Linked DNA regions of Mus musculus: region 2 is linked to region 1. A link is a contact called in public HiChIP or PLAC-seq data. All regions are on one chromosome and are shown on one strand. Each heading gives the region's core, a stretch centred on a gene start, on an enhancer-like site or on the middle of the called end of the contact. The rest is flanking DNA. Distances are from core to core; before and after follow the strand shown. Region 1 holds the start of Atp5j2 (ATP synthase, H+ transporting, mitochondrial F0 complex, subunit F2). Region 2 holds the start of 2900089D17Rik (a long non-coding RNA gene).

The links. HiChIP or PLAC-seq counts read pairs in DNA pulled down with a chosen protein or histone mark.
Region 2: an H3K4me3 HiChIP or PLAC-seq map of bone marrow-derived macrophages shows a contact between it and region 1, with 4 times the contacts expected there. The contact joins the promoter of 2900089D17Rik here to the promoter of Atp5j2 in region 1. A contact is called at or near these places in 3 of 39 promoter capture datasets (the 3T3-L1 cell line and liver) and 1 of 115 datasets of contacts at active chromatin or transcription factors (bone marrow-derived macrophages).

Annotation. Positions count from the first base shown.
Region 1 is chr5:145,189,626-145,193,316 of GRCm38.p6, reverse strand. It overlaps Atp5j2 (ATP synthase, H+ transporting, mitochondrial F0 complex, subunit F2), which reads left to right and starts at 1,776. Exons shown (of 4, transcript NM_020582.3): 1 at 1,776-1,814. The coding sequence starts at 1,802.
Region 2 is chr5:144,253,753-144,257,507 of GRCm38.p6, reverse strand. 2900089D17Rik (a long non-coding RNA gene) reads left to right here and starts at 1,353. Exons shown (of 3, transcript XR_868683.3): 1 at 1,353-1,429. It overlaps Bri3 (brain protein I3), which reads right to left and starts at 2,283. Exons shown (of 3, transcript NM_018772.4): 1 at 1,989-2,283; 2 at 1,596-1,698. The coding sequence starts at 2,130.

The DNA of each region.
Region 1 (3,691 bases), core at 527-3,026:
CACTAAGATGATGACCCATGTGGGACCACCCAGCCCCTTCAGGGAAATGGTAACTGAGCCGACTACAGCCCCCTTCTATACTAATAGCTAGAGTGCCCTGCTCCCCTTCCAAAAACCCAGAAATGAGCACAACTTGGACTATAGGAGGATTTCTGGTGGTTAGATAAAAGCCACCATTCCTTAGGAACGGTAAAAAGAATTGTGACTATTCCACAGTGAATAGCAGGTAAAAGGAATCGGGAAGCCCAGTTTTCTGTCAAAAGGAGTCATTTTCCTTACCTTTGGCATTTACCAGCATATCAAAATGCATGCTGGCCTCCAGTCTCTCAATATCACAAATACCCATTACACACAGCAAAGGCCATGTTATAGCATTCTGGCTCTTTTCATCTTCTCTATGCTTCTCCCTTTAGCTCCTGGACTCCCCCCACCCCTCCAGCGAATCATTCTTATAAGCCTGCTATTCTCACTCCCACCCTACCCCATGCTCTCACTCTTAGATTGCTCTGACCATGTCCAGTCAGATGCCCATGTTAAGTCTACTTCTCTCTGCTCTTCCAGATGCCTCTGGCTGTTCCCTCTCACTCATATTTACAATAAACATCCCCTCTCCTGGGGGCTGGAGAGATGACTCAGTGGTTAAGAGCACCGACTACTCTTCCAAAAGTCCTGAGTTCAAATCCCAGCAACCACATGGTGGCTCACAACCACATGTAATGAGATCTGACGCCCTCTTCTGGCGCATCTGAAGACAGCTACAGTGTACTTACGTATAATAAATAAATAAATCTTTAAAAAAAAATCCCCTTTCCTTATGGGGGCTGGAGAGATGGCTCATCTGTTAAGAGCACTATCTGCTCTTTCAGAGGACCCAGGTTTCATTACCACAAATCACATAGGAATTCACTACTGTCTTTCTAACTTCAGCTCCAGGGGATCCAATGACCTCTTTTGACTTCAGTGGGCCCTGCATGCATGTGGTACACAGACATATATGTAGGCAAAACACCCATGTACATAAAAATAATTTTAAAAACCTTCACCTTAATTATACCATGGAGTGGTTATGTCAGTTTATACAGGCAGTGCACACATATAATTCCCATACATGAGTTGTCACTGCTAAAAGTTTCAGGCCAACCCAAAACATATACTGATTTCCAGGCTAGACTAACTCTGTTATTGCATACAGTCTTGCTGTATTTCAGGCCCAAATTTGGGAATTAATGGCAAGATAATGCCTGTAGCTATATAGTAGTCTGACTTTGGCGCTAACATGGCTTAAATCTAATACTTCTGATTTTGGGTCAAAAAAACTACCTTTACGAGCTTTAGAAAATACCCATTTAAGCAGGTGTCAGCTGTGGAGGCGTGTTTGCAATCATCATGGAAACCACTTAAGCATGTGGAGTGGAACTTCAGAGGGATTTGGGGGTCAGAGCAGTGAATAGCAAGTAAAAGGGACTGGGGAGGGTTAAAACAAATGTTCCTATTCAAGGCTTCTCTGCTTTTCTTTCTTTTCAGCATTGGGAATGGAACCAGAGCCTTAAGCACTCCGGGACTGAGCCACACCCCTAAGCCTCTCATTCCTCATGAGAGATCCAAAAGTAGAAGGCAAAAAGTCAAAAGGTCCCTTTTCTCTTTTGTCCTTTGCTTCCGCCTGGGATAGGTCTCAAAATGCTCTACCTAAGTGGTGATCTACTTCCCATGAGCCTCTGCTTCCCGCTCCGGCAGGGGTGCGTGCGCCCTTCCCAGCAGCCTTTGCGCGCGGCTGGAGTTCTGCGGACACCAGGACTTCAAGATGGCGTCACTCGGTGAGTACTCGGCCCTTTCCTGGCCTTGGGGTTGGAAGCCCGATTTGGGCACAGGCTCCAGGGCCACAGTGGGGTGAGAAGGAACCGCGGGAACTCTTGCTCTTCACCCGGGGCTTCACTGAAGCCTCCCCGGAAGCGCGCTGGACACTTACTATAAGGTCCTGTGCTCCCGCCCTCCTCCCTCCACTCTGCAGCGGATTTCTGCTGTGCATCGCCTGGCCTGGCGGTGGAAGACCCAGTCAGCACGGAGAGGCTTCTGGGGGCCTGCACATGCGTTGCCCGGAACCATTTGTCTGTCCTTCCGCGGAGGACTAAGCTGCTGCTTTTTCTTCCTGCGCGACTTGACACAGGCAGGGTCACTTGAACCTTTACGCTGGGCAGCGCTTGGACCTCCCTGGAGATGAGGCTTTCAGATTACGGTCCAGGACCAGCGAATGCCTAGAATGGTTCCCGACACCACATTATGTTACATACGTGTCGACTGAATACGCCTACTGGGGTGAAGTGACCTGTTCAAGGTCACCAGTCCTGAGAGAGCCTCGCTGGGATTCAGACCTAGGTTGGCGGGTCTCATGATAAATGAGATTACCTTTCAGAAATGTCCTTGTGACAGACAAGCAGATGTTCCCTTAACACGTACGAGTCAATCTCCACACACATTCATTGCGCACTGTTGGGATTACACATTATTGTTGTTTTTGTTATTATGTGTCCCACACGTGTCTAGGTATGGTCATGGGAATGCTGGAGCTTGTGTCCAGGTTCGAGGACAACTCCGAGGAACTCCAGTAGCCAGGCTAGCCATTTCACAGTTGTCTACCTCCTCCTTTTGAGACAGGGTTTCACCATGTAGCCCAGATTGGTCATGAACTTGCTGCCACAGTCGTGATGTATTAGCGTCTATCTCTGAGTGCTAGGATTACAGGCCTATGCTACTGTACTTAGCTTGTTACAGTGTTCTTTATCTCAGCCTGGGAAGGTGAAGGGGGGGGTGTCTAAAAACGGGGTGTGAAGGAGCTGAGCCTTTTTGATTTGGTTTGGTACTTGGTTTTGCAAGATAGGATTTCTTTGTGTAGCTCCAGCTGTAATGGAACTCATCTGTGGATCCACCTGCTTCTGTCTCCCCAGTACTGGGCTTAAAGGTGTAGGTCACTGCCACCTGGGGCATTAGCAGCTATTTTATCTGTAAAATGGTAGGAGATGGTTAGTGAACACAGCTTTCAGAAGAGACAACGGGAAGAGCATTAATGACACTGCTCAAGAGGCTGAAGAAGCACAATTGTCAGCCTGGGCCTTCCTCTCCAAAAAAAAAGTTGAAAAAATAGAAGTTTTGGATCCCAACCCCTACAGGATTTCTCTGCCACTCTGGCTATCCTTGAACTTGAACTCCACCTGCCTCTGCCTTCCCAATTGCTAGGGTTGAAGGTGTGTGCCGCCACTGCCACAACCACCACCCCTATCACTTTTTCTTGTTTTTTTTAAAGACAAGGTCTCCCTAAATAGCTGTGGCTATCCTGAAATTCACTAGATAGATCAGGCTTGTCTGGAACTCATAAAAGTCTCTCTGCTTCTGCCTCCTAAGTGCTGGGGTTAAAGGCATGCGCCATCATACCCAGCTTAAAGTTTGCAATCTTATTTAAGTAGAGGGTTAGTGTGAAGAGACCTTTGAAGGAAAGACTAAAGAGTTTAGTACACTTCGCCAGCTGGGGGTTGATATTGTACCCCTGTCACCCTAGCAGTGGGAAAGCTGAAACAAGAAGATTATCCATGAGTTTAAGGCTAGCCGGTACTGTATAGCAATACCCTATCTCAAAAAAACCAAACCAACAAACAAAAAGATGACTCAGTTCAAGAAAGATACTGGGCGGGGCTGGGGA
Region 2 (3,755 bases), core at 104-2,603, 940 kb after region 1:
TCCCCCCACACCCCAACCCCCAAGTTCAGGGGTCTGGTCCAAGAAGAGCCTCATGGGAACACTCCTGTCCACTGGGGGAGAGGAAAAAAAACAGAAACAAACCCAGCTGACTGTGGTAGGGCCAGGATCTGGTTGCTGGAACAAGCAGACATGAAATCCTAGTGAGCCCCCTGCACTGCTATGCCTCTCCCCACCTTCCTGCCTGCTTGCCACCTACCCCTATGAGACCTCTCCTTAAATCTGAGAGTTCAGCTAATATTTGTCCCATCCTCAGGGCTCTGAGAATTCCCATGCAGGGACTAGCCTCAAGGCCACACAGGAAGTCTCCCACCTCCATACAACTAACCCCCTTCTGTTCCCAGTGGCTCTCTCTCTGCACAGGAGACCCTATACTAATCCCCTTGGCTCAACAAGCTAGGACCACCTCCCAGTCTATGCTCCCTCTTTGGTGTGCCTCAAGCCCTCAGGTGGAAAGCTTGCAGAGAGAGAGGCGGCCAGCAAGACCAAGCTATCAGAGAGCCACCCCATCTACAGCTAGAGGAAGCAGCTGAGTCCCACTCCTCTCCCCTGCACCAGCTCCAAAAGCCAAGTCACTTGGGTCCCTGAAGGAGGACTCTAACTAACTGGCCTTCAGCCTTCTTCCCCCAAGCACATGATCAACCGAGGGTCCAGTGTCTTCCACCCTCAGTCATCTCTTGTGAGGCCACTCGCAAGTTTCCAAAATCATTAACTTCCTTATGGCTCCACTCTGCGCCTCTGACACACACTTTTGAAACGAAAGCTAAGTCCAAACAAGGGTTTCTTAATTCCATCTCAGAGACTTGGAACTTCCCCCTGCCAGACAAAGGCTGAAACCCTGCCCTGCACGAGCTGTACCTGGCCCATCCCCGGGTGAGTGGCCAAGTCCAACTTGGAAGCCGAATCCTCAAAGCCTGCCTAGAATGAGCCTGGCTGCATCTCTCACCTTCCATAAAGTCCCCACAAAGTTTCTGTCAGCTCCAGTTTGAGGGTAAAACAGCCACAACAACAAAACCACTCCAGCCCGGAACAAAGAAGCACGGGGTTTCCTCCTGGGCCAGCTAGTGGCCAGGAGTTGTTAAGCCCTGGTCGTCATTCTGCACCCTCACAGCCTTTGCTCTCTGCTGGCCACTTGGATCTCCTAAGTCCTTTGGCATACTGGCCTGCGGACTCAAGTCCCAATATCTCCTTAGTACTGGACACACTTGCGGAAACTGGAGGAAAAAAACCTAACAAAACAAACCCTGATTCGCTGCGGATCTCCAGTACTAGGGAGGAAAGACCATCAGTCTCCATTGTTAACATTCCTGCGTCCCACGCACTCCGGGTGCCATGCCTCCCAAATGCACTCAACTCCCCACAGAAAAGGGAACCCATCCTTCTGCCGCATAAAGTAAATTCAGAGCCAGGGGTGAGTGACCCCACCTTCTCCCACTGCAGTCCCTCCCCTGCGGGACTTCCCTCTGAGACAGGAGCCGGGCTGTGACCCCACCCCATCCCACCCCCGCTGGCCTTTTGCAAGATTCCGGCACGTGCGTTCTCCGCCGCCACCCCCCACCCCCAGGCTAGAGACTTACCTGCAGACCGGGCAGCCTCCGACCACGACGATGGAGTTGGCAGGATACCGGGTGACCGTTCGACTGTGGATGTTATAGACCCGGGGGTGGCTGGTGGGGATCCCTGTGGGAGCGGAGTGCTGATCAGCCCCGGGCGACTCGGCCCTCCTCCTCTCCTCCCTCCCTCCCCCTTAGCCCCCGTCCTCCCCGCCTCCAACGGGGCTGAGCGCGCCTGCGGGTGGGCTCTAGAAGCCAAGTGTGAACCCTCCGACACTAAGTTCACGGCCACCGGGGCAGGGCCTGGCCGGGCAGGGCGCTCCGGGTAGCAGCTGCCCCCCCGGCAGGCCCGCGCCGGGGACAGCGCGGTGCTTGGCCCGGAGGCCGTTCGGGGACCCCGAAGAGCTGCGGGCCCACCTGTGACGAGGTAGGGGTAGGGCGGCGGCGGGGGCGCGGTGGGGATGGCCCCGTAGCCGTGCGGGCCGCACGCGTAGTCGCCCTGGCCGGCCTCCAGGTTGTAGGCGGGCGGGCGCTCCTGCAACAGGGGCTTGTGGTCCATCGCGGCCCCCGGGGCCGCGCGCCCGCCAGCTCCGGCCCGGCTCGCTTCCTTCGGCCCGGCGGGGATGGCGGCGGTAGCGGCGACGGCGGTGTCCCGGGCAGCTCGGCCCAGTGAGGCGCGCGCCGGGCGGGGCGGGCGCGCCAAGGGTTCCCCGCCCTCCCGCCGGTCACAAGATCGGGGTCACGTGGGCGGGGCGGGGCGGGGCTGTGGGCGGGGTTTGGGCGAGGGCGTCTTAAAGACGCCTCAGCGGCTGCCGCTGGCGGGGTGTTGTCCTCGTTCAGTCCCGCCCCACAATGGATCTTGGACTTCCAGAGAAGTTCTGACTCCCGGCCACGGCCGGAGACCCAACAAGATCCTGGCCTCCTTTAGCTTTTGCTTTTTTTCTAAAAATAATAATAATAATGTTTGTTACAATTATTTGGGGGGAGGGTGTGTTTATATGAGTGGGCACGCATTTGGAAGCCAGAGAATAAATAACTTTCGAGAGTGGGTTCCTGCTTTCCACCATATGGGTCCTGAGATAGATTGGTTGACAGATTCTGCAGCAGGCGCCTCCACCGTTTTTCTGTGTTTGTTTGTTTGTTTTGGACCTAGGCTCATGTAGCCCAAGCTGGCCTGGAACTCTTAACCCTCTCACCTTTACCTCCTAAACTATGGACTTCGTTGCCCCTCCACGCCCAAATCCTCCCCTTGCCCAACCCAGCACCCGGGTCACCACCCACAGGGAGGGACCAGGCGAGCCCCTCCCAATCACTGCCCACACATCCTTGGGTGTAGGAAGGAAAACAACTGAGTACGCTCACCCACTGAAGCCTACTCAACTGCTGAGCCTTCCTCCTCCTCCTCTTTTGATTAATTTTCGCTTTCAGGGGCTGTGGCCACTAATTAGAAATAACTGCCCTGCTTGGGAGAACCCTAAACTCTAAGCACCTGCGGCGCTTCCTTCAGGTTCTCCAACTTTTTTTTAGCAGCCTGACCGCAAACTTGCTGAGTGTACAGCATGGCGATGTGGCTCCCTAGGAGAGGACCATGGTCTGACACAGGCCCATGCAGTCTCTGCATAGCTACTGCCATGCCGCTAGCCCAAGTATCGCCTGGCATGAGTTTACCTAACACACGTGAAGCCGTGGGTTCCGGCACGTGACTCTCACCCCAGTGCTTGGGAAATGATTCAAGAGAATCAGGTCCACTACTACACAGCAAGTTCAAGGCCAGCCTCAGCTACATGAGACCATGTCTCCAAAAACCAAGCAAGGAAAAAGAAATGTTGGAACAGTGAGAATCCTTCCCAATTGTTGCCTATGTATTTCCAGGGTCTTGTGTGTGTGTGTGTGTGTGTGTGTGTGTGTGTCCATCCGTCCATCTGGTGGCACTCTGAAGGAGAATTAGGAGTTCAGAGCCAGTCTGGGTAACATTTTGAGACTCTACCTCAAAAGATACCCAGTGAGGTTGTATGTGTAGCTCAGTTCATAGAGCAGTCACCCAGCGTGCCTGAAGCCCCAGGACCCATCCCAGCATTGCATTAACTGGGCATGGTGGCTCAAGCCTGTAATCCCAGCACTCTAGAGGTGGAGACAGAAGCCTCCAAAGTGAAAGGTCGGGCTGGAGAGATGGCTCAGCAGTTA